2 separate regions of the Rattus norvegicus genome follow, and region 1 is linked to region 2. The links are chromatin contacts, called in public Hi-C maps. All regions are on one chromosome and are shown on one strand. Each heading gives the region's core, a stretch centred on a gene start, on an enhancer-like site or on the middle of the called end of the contact. The rest is flanking DNA. Distances are from core to core; before and after follow the strand shown. Region 1 overlaps Pknox2 (PBX/knotted 1 homeobox 2). Region 2 overlaps Pknox2 (PBX/knotted 1 homeobox 2).

The links. Hi-C and Micro-C count contacts between places; a contact is called where the count stands out from the background.
Region 1: a contact with region 2 is called in a Hi-C map of frontal cortex, with 2.1 times the contacts expected there. The contact joins two enhancer-like sites. A contact is called at or near these places in 3 of 12 Hi-C or Micro-C datasets (Schwann cells, frontal cortex and prefrontal cortex).

What each region holds. Positions count from the first base shown.
Region 1 is chr8:44,950,112-44,955,400 of GRCr8, forward strand. The region is part of intron 1 of Pknox2 (PBX/knotted 1 homeobox 2); the gene reads right to left. Among named protein-coding and RNA genes, the nearest start is that of Pknox2, 27 kb to the right of the region's middle. Within about 2 kb of position 1,575, at least 43 of the 93 cell types and tissues checked have an H3K27ac peak or open chromatin away from gene starts, as enhancers often do.
Region 2 is chr8:44,871,434-44,876,332 of GRCr8, forward strand. All of the region lies in intron 2 of Pknox2 (PBX/knotted 1 homeobox 2), which reads right to left. Among named protein-coding and RNA genes, the nearest start is that of Pknox2, 110 kb to the right of the region's middle. Within about 2 kb of position 3,053, at least 10 of the 93 cell types and tissues checked have an H3K27ac peak or open chromatin away from gene starts, as enhancers often do.

The DNA.
Region 1 (5,289 bases), core at 325-2,824, 77 kb after region 2:
CTTTAGTGTTCCCTCTGACTAGGTGCTTGACTAGAATGCTCTCCTCTCTTGCTCTAGAGCACTGTCCCATCCTAGGAAGCAAAGAGGCCACAGTTGGCCCTTAAGCATCCAGGCATGGTTAGGCTAAGGGTTGGCGCTGTAAGGAACATGAGCAAAGAAGGAAGGGGCTGGGACCCTCTTATAGAAGCTAGTGTTTATTGGAGTGGGTTTGTTCTTAAGATTCGAATGAGGGTGCAATGCCCCCCGTGTCAAGAACTGGGTTTTTAGGTCTTTAGTGTTGTGTTTCTTAAAGGGTCTTAGGTTGTAAGGAGTCCTGGAGTTCTTGAGGACCTAGTTTGGCTTTGGAGCCTGTTCCTTACCCTTCAGAGCCTTCTGTGGTGTGGAGTCCAAGCTGGGAAGTGCTAATCAGAAGCAGCGCTCCCGTTTCATAGGTGGGAAAAACCCATCCCTGTCTAAAGCTGGCCACCTTCCTGGTTCCCCTCACGGGGGAGGGGAGTAATTCCACACCTGTTTCCAGGACTTAACTTGTGCAGCTGTGGCCCATGGACATCTGTCCCCTTGTTTTAAGAGAGCGGAGACGGGCAGAACAGAACGGGGCTCCTTGAAAGTGAAACCACTGAAGAAAACAGCTGGATGGGCCACCCTAATAGAACTCTATGACTTTAAGGTCTTTTCAGGGACCACCCACATAGCGTCTCCAAGTCCTGGAGCTCTTAGGGTTACTTATCAACTCCATGGCTAACCTCGGTTTCCCCATTTCCTAATTGGTCCTTTTGAGAATTAAACTCCTATCCAGAAACAAAGTCCACAGGGGCCCAGGTTGCATTCCTGTGGACCAGGGGGAAAGGTATCAGGCGCTTGAGAGGCACACAGCAGGCATCTGCATTGGTGCCTAGTCAAGGCCCCTAGGCATCCGTTTCCCATTGGTTGTCAGTTACTTGTCCAGAAAGATTCACTGTGATTCCTACACTGAGTGTTCACCTTTTTCTGACAGTGTCAAGGACCATAAGGAACTGCTCCATTCAGGAAGTTCACTCCTGTGCTATAAGCATTTTCCACCTCTAAAGAGGGAGAAGAGAGCTTACTTGGACTCCGTTCCTTGACGTCACATGGATGGGGCAAGTGGGATTCATTTATTCCTGTAAGGGTACAGAGATAGAAGGCAGAAAAAACGGGAAAAGTGTCCCCACCCACTCACACCACATATATGCACCTACACTGTACAGCACCCGGGATTTTCTCTTCCAGCTCTAAGCCTGGCCAAGCAGCTGTTGTCTATACCCAGACAAAGGCCTGAGCTGTCTTCCAACAGCTTGGGGGTCTGGGAATGGCAATGGGAGGTAGCAGTGTCACTGAGAGGGAATCAGGGCCAGCCAGACCGGAAGACTGCCTGCAGTCTTAGCCTCTGATCCAGACGTTGCGCGAAGACAAGACTGAGATAACCACTTTTTGTGGGGCCGAGTGGGACCCTAGGTGCCCTCTCCCCCATCCAGCTCAGCTCTCAGCACATGCCCTTGGGCTGAGCTAAGTCCAGAACCCGGCTGAGTAGGGGAATTGTTCTGAGAAAGTGGCCCGTTGGCTGGTTGCTATGGAAACCGACATACCACAGCGTTGACCCCAGAGAGGTTTAGCACGCTCCCCCAGCAGGGATGCCAGCAGCTGGACTGCAGCTGTTACAGCATAAGTGGGGGCTGGAGCTGCTGCCAGCAGTCCCTGCTGTTTGCCTAAACTAGGCTGGGCAGCAGAGCCCCTCCGTGGGCTCCGACCCCCACCCCAACCCCAAGCATTACACTTGCTCCAGCCAGGAAAGGAGCCTGGTTGTAGCCAGGCTCAATGGGGATAGGCATGGGGGCAGAGCTCAGAGGAGCTCTCTATGAAATACAGAATATCCTTAAGAGTGCAACGTCCTCTCCATTATTCTGGAGAAACTGAGGCCCAAAGAAGAGTTTTGGTCCCCGGTTATACAACCAGAGCACGGCTGGGGTTGGCCCAGGGTTCTGTCTCTCCATGCTTGTGGTGATTCCATGGCAACTCAGCCTTCTTCACTCCAGACACCTAGGGACATGCGGGAGGGGGCATCCGAAAATGAGTAACAAGAGCGGGAGGGATTGGGATGTGCGGAGCTGATAACAGGAATAGAAAGGAGCATACAAAAAGGAGAAGGCATGTGAGCTCATGAGCAGATGGGAGTGAGTGGGAGAAGTAGACAGTTGAGAGGCAGGGAGTTAGAGGAGGGGAAAAGAGAGGTGAGGAGGTGCTGGAGTGGAGGAGGAATGGATGAGACAGCCTAGCAGCTGGCTCCCCAGCTGTGGTCTGCATTCCTCCCTGGCAAGAAGGCTTGGGTCCAGAGGATTGCATCAGAAAACATAAGACAAGAAACACAGAAAGATGTGCACACACACACACACACACAACACACACACACACACACACACACACACACACACACACACACACACACACACCCGGAGGGGGAGATATGGAAGTGGATTCCAGATAGCTGGTAGACAGCTCCTGCCAGTCCATAATGTCTAGAGTTCCTCAGGTGGCTTAAGGCCAACTACCTGCCCACCCATGACCCTGTCTAAACTGTGCTAGGTCCTGATGCTCAACAAGTACCTTTTCAGACAGAGAGGTGAGACCACTTCCCTCCTTGGGCAGCCCTATTAGCTGGTCAGCCAACCTGCTGTCTCCCATGAGGAAGCCAGAACATAAGCCTTTACTTTCCTGGCTCTCTGCTCATGAAGGAAAGATACACAGAGGAACCCCCTCTCCTAGGGCCACCTCCATATTCTCACTCCAGCCCCCTTACCCTTCTTTGTTTCATGAACTGGGGATGCCACCGAAGTGTCTTGTGAGTCAGGAGTCCTCCTTAGTCCTAGCCAAGATCCCTTCCTCCTTACTTGACAATGAATAACTTCCCTTTTAACTCTTCCCCACCAGCCAGCCTAAGCTTGGTCACAGGGCACTGGCAGACTGTCTACATTCACCTGCCCTTCTGGACCTCCAAGGAATGGTTCCTATGATGGCTTGGCCTCATGGACAAGGTCAGTGAGGGAGTGAACAGTCACTGTGACACCCTAGAACTGAAGGTCTGGTTTGACAGTGGGTCTGTAGATTGCATTTGCCTACATACCACCTATTTGACTTCTTAACAAAAATATGTTATCTCAAAATATTTCTATTATGTTTTCCTGATCTGACAAGGACATCATCAGAGCTGAAGCCCTGCTTCTCCAGTTGGCCAACTCTCTTCCCATTGAGCAAGACATGCTCGACAGTCAGTTGTAAACTCGGAGATTTGCTGGTCAAGGATATTGCTGGTGCTTCCACTCTGGCCAGTGAGATCATTGAAGGCATTTATTGAGCAGACGCTCCTGACTTCATACCTAGTAGATGTGAGTGTGGTTGGTTGGGAAGGGTCATGGGAAAAAGCCAGGCCAAGGACTCCTGACCAGAAATTTGTCATGATAGGGGTTGGGGATTTAGCTCAGTGGTAGAGCGCTTGCCTAGGAAGCGCAAGGCCCTGGGTTCGGTCCCCAGCTCCGAAAAAAAGAACCAAAAAAAAAAGAAATTTGTCATGATAAAGGAACCACAAAACAGAACCAATACACACATGAGAGGAAAGAGTGGTAGGTGGCAGAGTACTTTGAGTGCTATATGGTCACAGGGCATTGTCCTGTCCCAGAAAAGCAATGTCCTAACCATTTATCAAGGCAAAGTGAGATGCACTCAGAGCAGTGACTGGGTTTAAGTGTAGAGGTTAGGATGAAGCTGGGTCTATGTAACCATCCCATACATCCAGCAAGCATTTCTCTATACCCCTTACTATGAGAGGGAAGGCCAGAATGCAGGACTAGCATTCATGTTCTAAATCACATTGTGAGTTGGTCATGTCCCAGCTGAATTAGCCAGCATTTAAAGTTGGTAAATCATTACTACCATCTCGATCTTATTTAAAATGTTCTCATCTCCTGCGCCATAGTGAAAACTCATCATTTCCATGGGATGACTGAAGAGAGAGCAGCACACATCAAACTTAACCAACCAAGGCTCCCTTCTGGGCCAGCAGTCTTATCCCTACAGCAGAAGGCCTCTGTGTTAGTGTTTCCTAATCTCACAGACTCTAGCCCATGGCAGATGTCCAGTAAACACATGCCTAGATGGAAAAAAAAATCATTTGTCCTGAAGGCTATTGCAAGATGTGTTCAGCCCTGACTGTAAGGATGGGCTTGGGGAAGGGAAGGGAGATTTTTCAGCAAGGACATACATGGATGATGCGTTGCAAGGAAATCAGCCCAGGCATTGTGCTGCTGTTTTGAAGGAAACATGATAAAAGCAACTGAACTAGGTTTTTTGTTTGTTTGTTTGTTTGTTTTTGCTTTTTGTTTTTTTTACTTCTGAAACATTCTCTACATTCCCAACCTAGGTGAGCAGCAAATACTTTTCTGATAAAAAAGAAAAAGCAGGGCTGGAGAGATGGCTCAGTGGTTAAGAGTCCCAACTACTCTTCCAGAGGTCCTGAGTTCAATTCCCAGCAACCACATGGTGTCTCACAACCATCTGTAAGGAGATCTGATGCCCTCTTCTGGTGTATCTGAAGACAGCTACAGTATACTTATATATAATAAATGAATAAATCTTTAAAAAAAAAGAAAAAGAAAAAGCAAAGATTGAGAGCGGTGTAACAGGAGAGGCAGAATTGGGTGGTCAGTGAGGTGGACTTACAACAGGCTATAATGAGAAGCAATAATCATAGCATGGAGGCTACCCAAGGCCACACAGGTCCCAGGGAGGCTCCCCACACCAGGACGCTGATCAGGCCTCCTGAGCAAAGGCAAGTGGGTGTTTTCTCTAGATACTGAGAGGAAGCAATGTGAAAGATAGCCTTCAGCTGGAGGAAAGGGTCAAGCAGAAGTGCACAGGTTAGACCCAGTGCACAGAGGCATAGACAAGAGGTCTGATTTGATTTCTGAGGTGCTGAAGAACTGGGGCAGAAAGGCTAGGGGATTTAAGATAGGAAAGAGACCAAACTCTGTGCACATAGAGTGCTAGAACTAGAACCTCAGTATAGATAGGTTATTTATCGATTCCCCATTTCTGAAATTTTTTATTCAACCTGGCAGAAAACCTCAGGACTACTTGTTTATGTCCAAGTGTCAACAACATAGTAGACAGACATACATGATAGTGGATGAGTACGTGAACAGATGAAAACACGTTCTCAGAGATTGGCAGGACTCTGAAACCTGTAACTGAACAGTGTAGTCATGCTCTATGGCCTTGAGA
Region 2 (4,899 bases), core at 1,803-4,302:
GGATGGATGACTGGACTTAGCACAGAGAAGAGGACAGAGACAAGTCTGAGGCCAGTGGGGGGTGGAAGAGGGTGGAGGAGGATGAAGGAGAGAGGAGAGGGAGGAGGGGAGGAGGGGAGAAGGGGTTGGAGGAGAGGGGAGGAGAGAGGAAGAGGGGGGAGGAGAATGAAGGAGAAGGGAGGGAAATGAGATGCACCAATGGGCTACAAATTTCTAAAATGTGAGGGGAAACTTTACATCCAAGTTAGTTTTTCTGATTGAACCGTTTTCAAAGGAGAGAGACATGCAGGGTCTTTAAGGTGGGGGCTGAAAGACCCTGACCTAACTCACAGCTCATCAAACACTGCAGAATCCACTGTATGAGGTGACTCAGGAGAGTACAGCTGGGCTGAGAGAGAAAGCCTCAGGATCTGTGAAGTCTGGTGACAGGAAGACCAGAGACTAGCAGATGCCTCTTCCCACTCCCCCTGATCTCAGGCTGTTGAAGGCAAAAGGCAGTCCTTCATTTGGTCAGATCAAACTCAGAGTGGGTCTTGGAAGCTAGGTGTAGGACCTGTGTTCATATCACTAAAAGAAAGACTTGTGGGTAGGAACTAAGATGCGCTTGCTCTCAGGTCTGAGTCCTTAATTTCTCTCCATTCCAAGGATGGCTCACTCTACAGTTACTCATACTATACAGTTACAGTTACTCCGTGGGTCCCAGGACACACTGCGCCTGGCCCAGGGCTTAGGTCTCACAGAATGACGCAGCCCGGAGGCCCACTTCTCCAGTTCCCCTCTAGGTCCTGCTTGGACACACCATGAGTGCCTTCTGCCCTGAGCAGGAAGTGGCAATAAGAGCAAGGCCACCAAGCTCTCTGGCCACCTAGCATTTCTTTGTTACCTTTCTAGGGTTTCCTACGCAGAAGGCGGCACCAGGTCACGCCCTAATAGCATGATGCTGGTCTCCAGGGAACAGAGTGGAGACACAGCAGATTACTTAAGAGTTATGAACATCTCTTTCCCTCCCGTCTCCATCAGCCAGAGTGCCTCACGGAGAAATTGAGTAACATGGACCTCCTTTAAGCTTCTCACTTCAAAGAGCGGTCCTACTCCCAAGACCCTCTCTCCACCCCAAAGTCCACCCTGCTGTTTGTCCTTTATATGGGATAACAGTATTTCACCACGAAGGTGAGCAAATGAGTCTTTTCCAGCCTAGAGATTGAGTACCAGTTTGCTCTAGAAGCCAGCTCTGGGGTGTGGGGAGTGGCTGTTTTCTACTCTGTATCCCTTTGTATCTATAGCATTAGGAAGAGAGGTACTTACTGGTCCCATAAGGCAAAGAATTTGCTTAAACAGGGTCTCAGATTGGGCCCCCAACTGTTACTGGCAACACTGAGGATTACTGTTTCCTCATGGTTCCTGAAGCAACTCCTCAAGGACAAAACTCACTTTCCTTGGATTCCGGCCTGACCAGGTTTCCCACAGAAGAGACCACTGTCTTGCTCTGTCACCAGGAGGCATATGGTCTTAACCCACGGAGTTCCCATCTTAGCAGGGCCCAGAGTCCACCTCCCTCCACTCTTCCTCCACTGCAGCCATTCCTCGGTTTAGCACAAAAACAGTCTAAGGCCCGGAACCCTCTTCCTCATCTGTTCCCGCTCGATACCAGCTCAGCAGAATGGTGGGGCCCCTATCTGCCCGCCCCCCTGCCTCTGTGTCACACCTTCACTGGCTTCAAAAAGCCGCTGATATATTTTACAAACTGAAACAGCAATTTAATTCCCCCTGATAGCGGCAATTGTCCATTAGATCTTCCTACCGAGGAGCTTAACAATAATTCCTTTCATCCAACTGCTTGCCTCTTCTTGATCTGAGAATCAATCCCATAAATAGCAGGCAAGAGTTTGCACATTACTCCCCCCCTCCAGCTTTTAGCATTTTGATGAAGATTCTCATCTCTTCTTTAAACACTTTACAACTTGGCAATTTTTCTCCCTTTGGTTCCTTTAAACAAAATAAAACAACAGCACAGGGGTTGGGGCGGGGGTGGGGAGGAGCACGCATGGTGCCTTTCCCAGAAGGGTTTGCTCTTCCCCGTGCTGGGAGGCAGAGGGTGGCCCCGGGACTTCTGATGGAGTAGGCTGCTGAAAAGGAGGTGCCACTCTGCCCTGGTGGGGTATCATTAGCCTCTTAAACTTCACATTTACTGAGGTTGGGTCTTGCTTTTGTCAAGTGTTCAACTTGAAGAAAATGTCTCCTTCCCTGACACTCTTCCATTGTGCCTAGAAACGGAAGTGAGAGGAAGCCTAATAGCTGCCCTGCGCCAGTTGCCTGCCCACCCCGCCCGCAACCTTCTCACCTAAAGACACAATTCTGAACTCTCTTTCCCTTTTCTGTTTTCTGTTTCGTTTTAAAAACAGGCTGGTGCTACTCCCTCCCACTCTTCAGAAGGGTGTCTTCTAAATGGAGATCCTCCTGCCTCAGCTCTTCACCCACTGGGATCACAGCCATGCCCCTCCACATCTAGTTACCCTCCTTCCTTTTCAGTCCAGCCCCCTTTGAGTCTACATCATGGGTGGGAGAAAGAGAGGAACGGGAAAGGAGAGGGCTTAAGGCCTTTGGTTCAATCTTGTGTCTTTTCCTTTGCAACTCCAATGATTATCAACAGAGACGAGCCCTCCCGATCCTCCACCAGGTGTTGGCAGATAGCGGACTGCCAGGGAACCAGGGAGCTCCAACCTGGCCTCCTGAGATGCCACCACGTGTTCTCTCTTGTCTGCACACACGAAGAGAAACAAGTCTAAAGATGAACTCAGGGATGCAAAGTCCCCCTCGACGGACTTGATTCCCAGGTTTATTATTATTTGTGGAGAGCCGAAAGCAGCCTGGGGAACAGAGCTGAGAAAACAACACAGGCCTGGCCCCAGAGGCTCACAATTCAACAGAGACAAACAGCTCAGATCCTGGGGATCCCGGATGACAGAAGCCAGGCGGCTAGTCCCTGATGCCCTGTCTGCCTCTTCCCTGACTAGTCTGAGGGCTGAGGGCTGAGGGCGGAGCTTGAGGAGAAGAGCAAGCAGGGAGGGGCTAGAGCACAGAGCAGAGGCCTGGGAAGCCTCTTCAGCCTATTAGCTGGGACAGTCTGAGACTCGGAACCAGAGCCTCTGCAGAGGGCCTGCCAGGCCTTTTCCTCTCCGAGAAGTACCAAACTATGTTCTCTGGCTGTTTGATACCTGTTTGGGTCGATACCTGATCCAAGTTTTTAAGTTCATCTCCAGGAAAAATAAAAAATAAAACAATCTGATGAAAAAGCAGCTCTTTGGCCTCAGCAGTGGGCGTACTTCTCCGTTCGGGTGGCGTCTACTTTGGCCCTTACTGCTGCTAGAATGGGGGCATGTGCCTTGACTCTGTGTTCCTGGTATCCCAAGAAGCAGGCCACAAAGGACAGAGGATGGCAGTCGATGTGAGAGGAAGTGAGTCTATACGGGGCCCCAGCCTCATATCCCTGCTGGCACACATGTCCTCTGTCTCTGACCTAAGATGTACCCTTCGCGCACCTTTTGCTCTGTTCCTCACCAGTTAGGATAGGATGGTATTCTGTATTTCACAACCACATCACTTTTCCTTCATCAAACTTTGGCTCCAAACCCTATCCAACTGACCACGAAGCCTTCCGTTACCTTCAGCCTCGCTCAGAGCCTTGCAACGGGCAGACATGGGGCGCCACTGCAGGACGCGGAAATGTTGCTCCACACATTTCTAAGTCATGAAAAATTCCTATCTCTGCCATATGCCCTTCCCTACCCAGGAACCTCTTTGCTCCCCAGCATAAGATCATAGCTATGGCTTCCATTTTCTAGGTGTTGTTTTGTGGGGTAAAAGTGTATGCAGTACAAGTTCCCAGGCCTCTTGTCCTAGTGAATAAAATACTCCTGCAAAGTTATACACCCATTACTTTGGCTTTCTGTTAAAGTGCAAATCTAGGACCTTTTAGGTCCAGGTGCCTTTTAGACGTCAGAGAGGAGTTTGTTAGCCCCTTCCCTCATCGTTAATTTTGATGACGGTGAGACAGTAATAAGGAGTGAATAGTGACCCTTAGCTCACACTGAGTATATTACTAAGCATATATTGATACCCTTGCCTTTTCTCTACCATGCAGAGTCAGTCATGTTGGCCCAATTTGTGGATGGGAAAACTGAGGCTTAGACAGGTGGAATCATTTTTAAAATATTTCACACAGTCTGATTAAGGAGTACAAATGTTTCAGGATAAAAGCCAGAAACATCTGGGGAAGAAAGTGATCCCAGAAAATGAGAAGGAGCCCAGCACTGAGAAGGCAAGGCGGTTGTGGAAACAAACTGCCATCTTGGATTTGGTCCTGTACAGAGACTGTTCCTTCATTTTCATGTGGTCCAGACTTCTAAAAAAAATCGTATCATGAAAAGAATACTGGTGTCTTCTGCGTGTCACATGTGGGCTTTAGTGATAGCTAATCCAGGTACCTCCCACACCTCCCCACAGTGGGGCTTCATCATCTCCCACCGTGGGGCTGCTTCCTCCATGGTTCCTTCCTGTTGGTACTCTTACCCTGGTAGCGAGCAGAACTAGTCCAAATGTATGCAAATATTTGATTGCATTTTGCTCTTGTTATTTTATAGAAAAAAATGAATGAGAGGGAGATGAAAAAGGAAAATGCTGATACCAGAGATAAGAACGGGGAGGGGTGGGGGGGGTCTTGTAACATGATAAAACTGAGACAGAGGAAAAACATTTAGCTTGCTGACACAGCAGATCTGGAGTCTCCTTCACAGATTCACTGGACTGTGTGCTCAATTAGGAAGGGAAAGAATGAAATCAAAGAATGAACATGAGACAATGAGTGTCTGGCTGAAGACTGCACCTCAGAGGCCTTGGAGA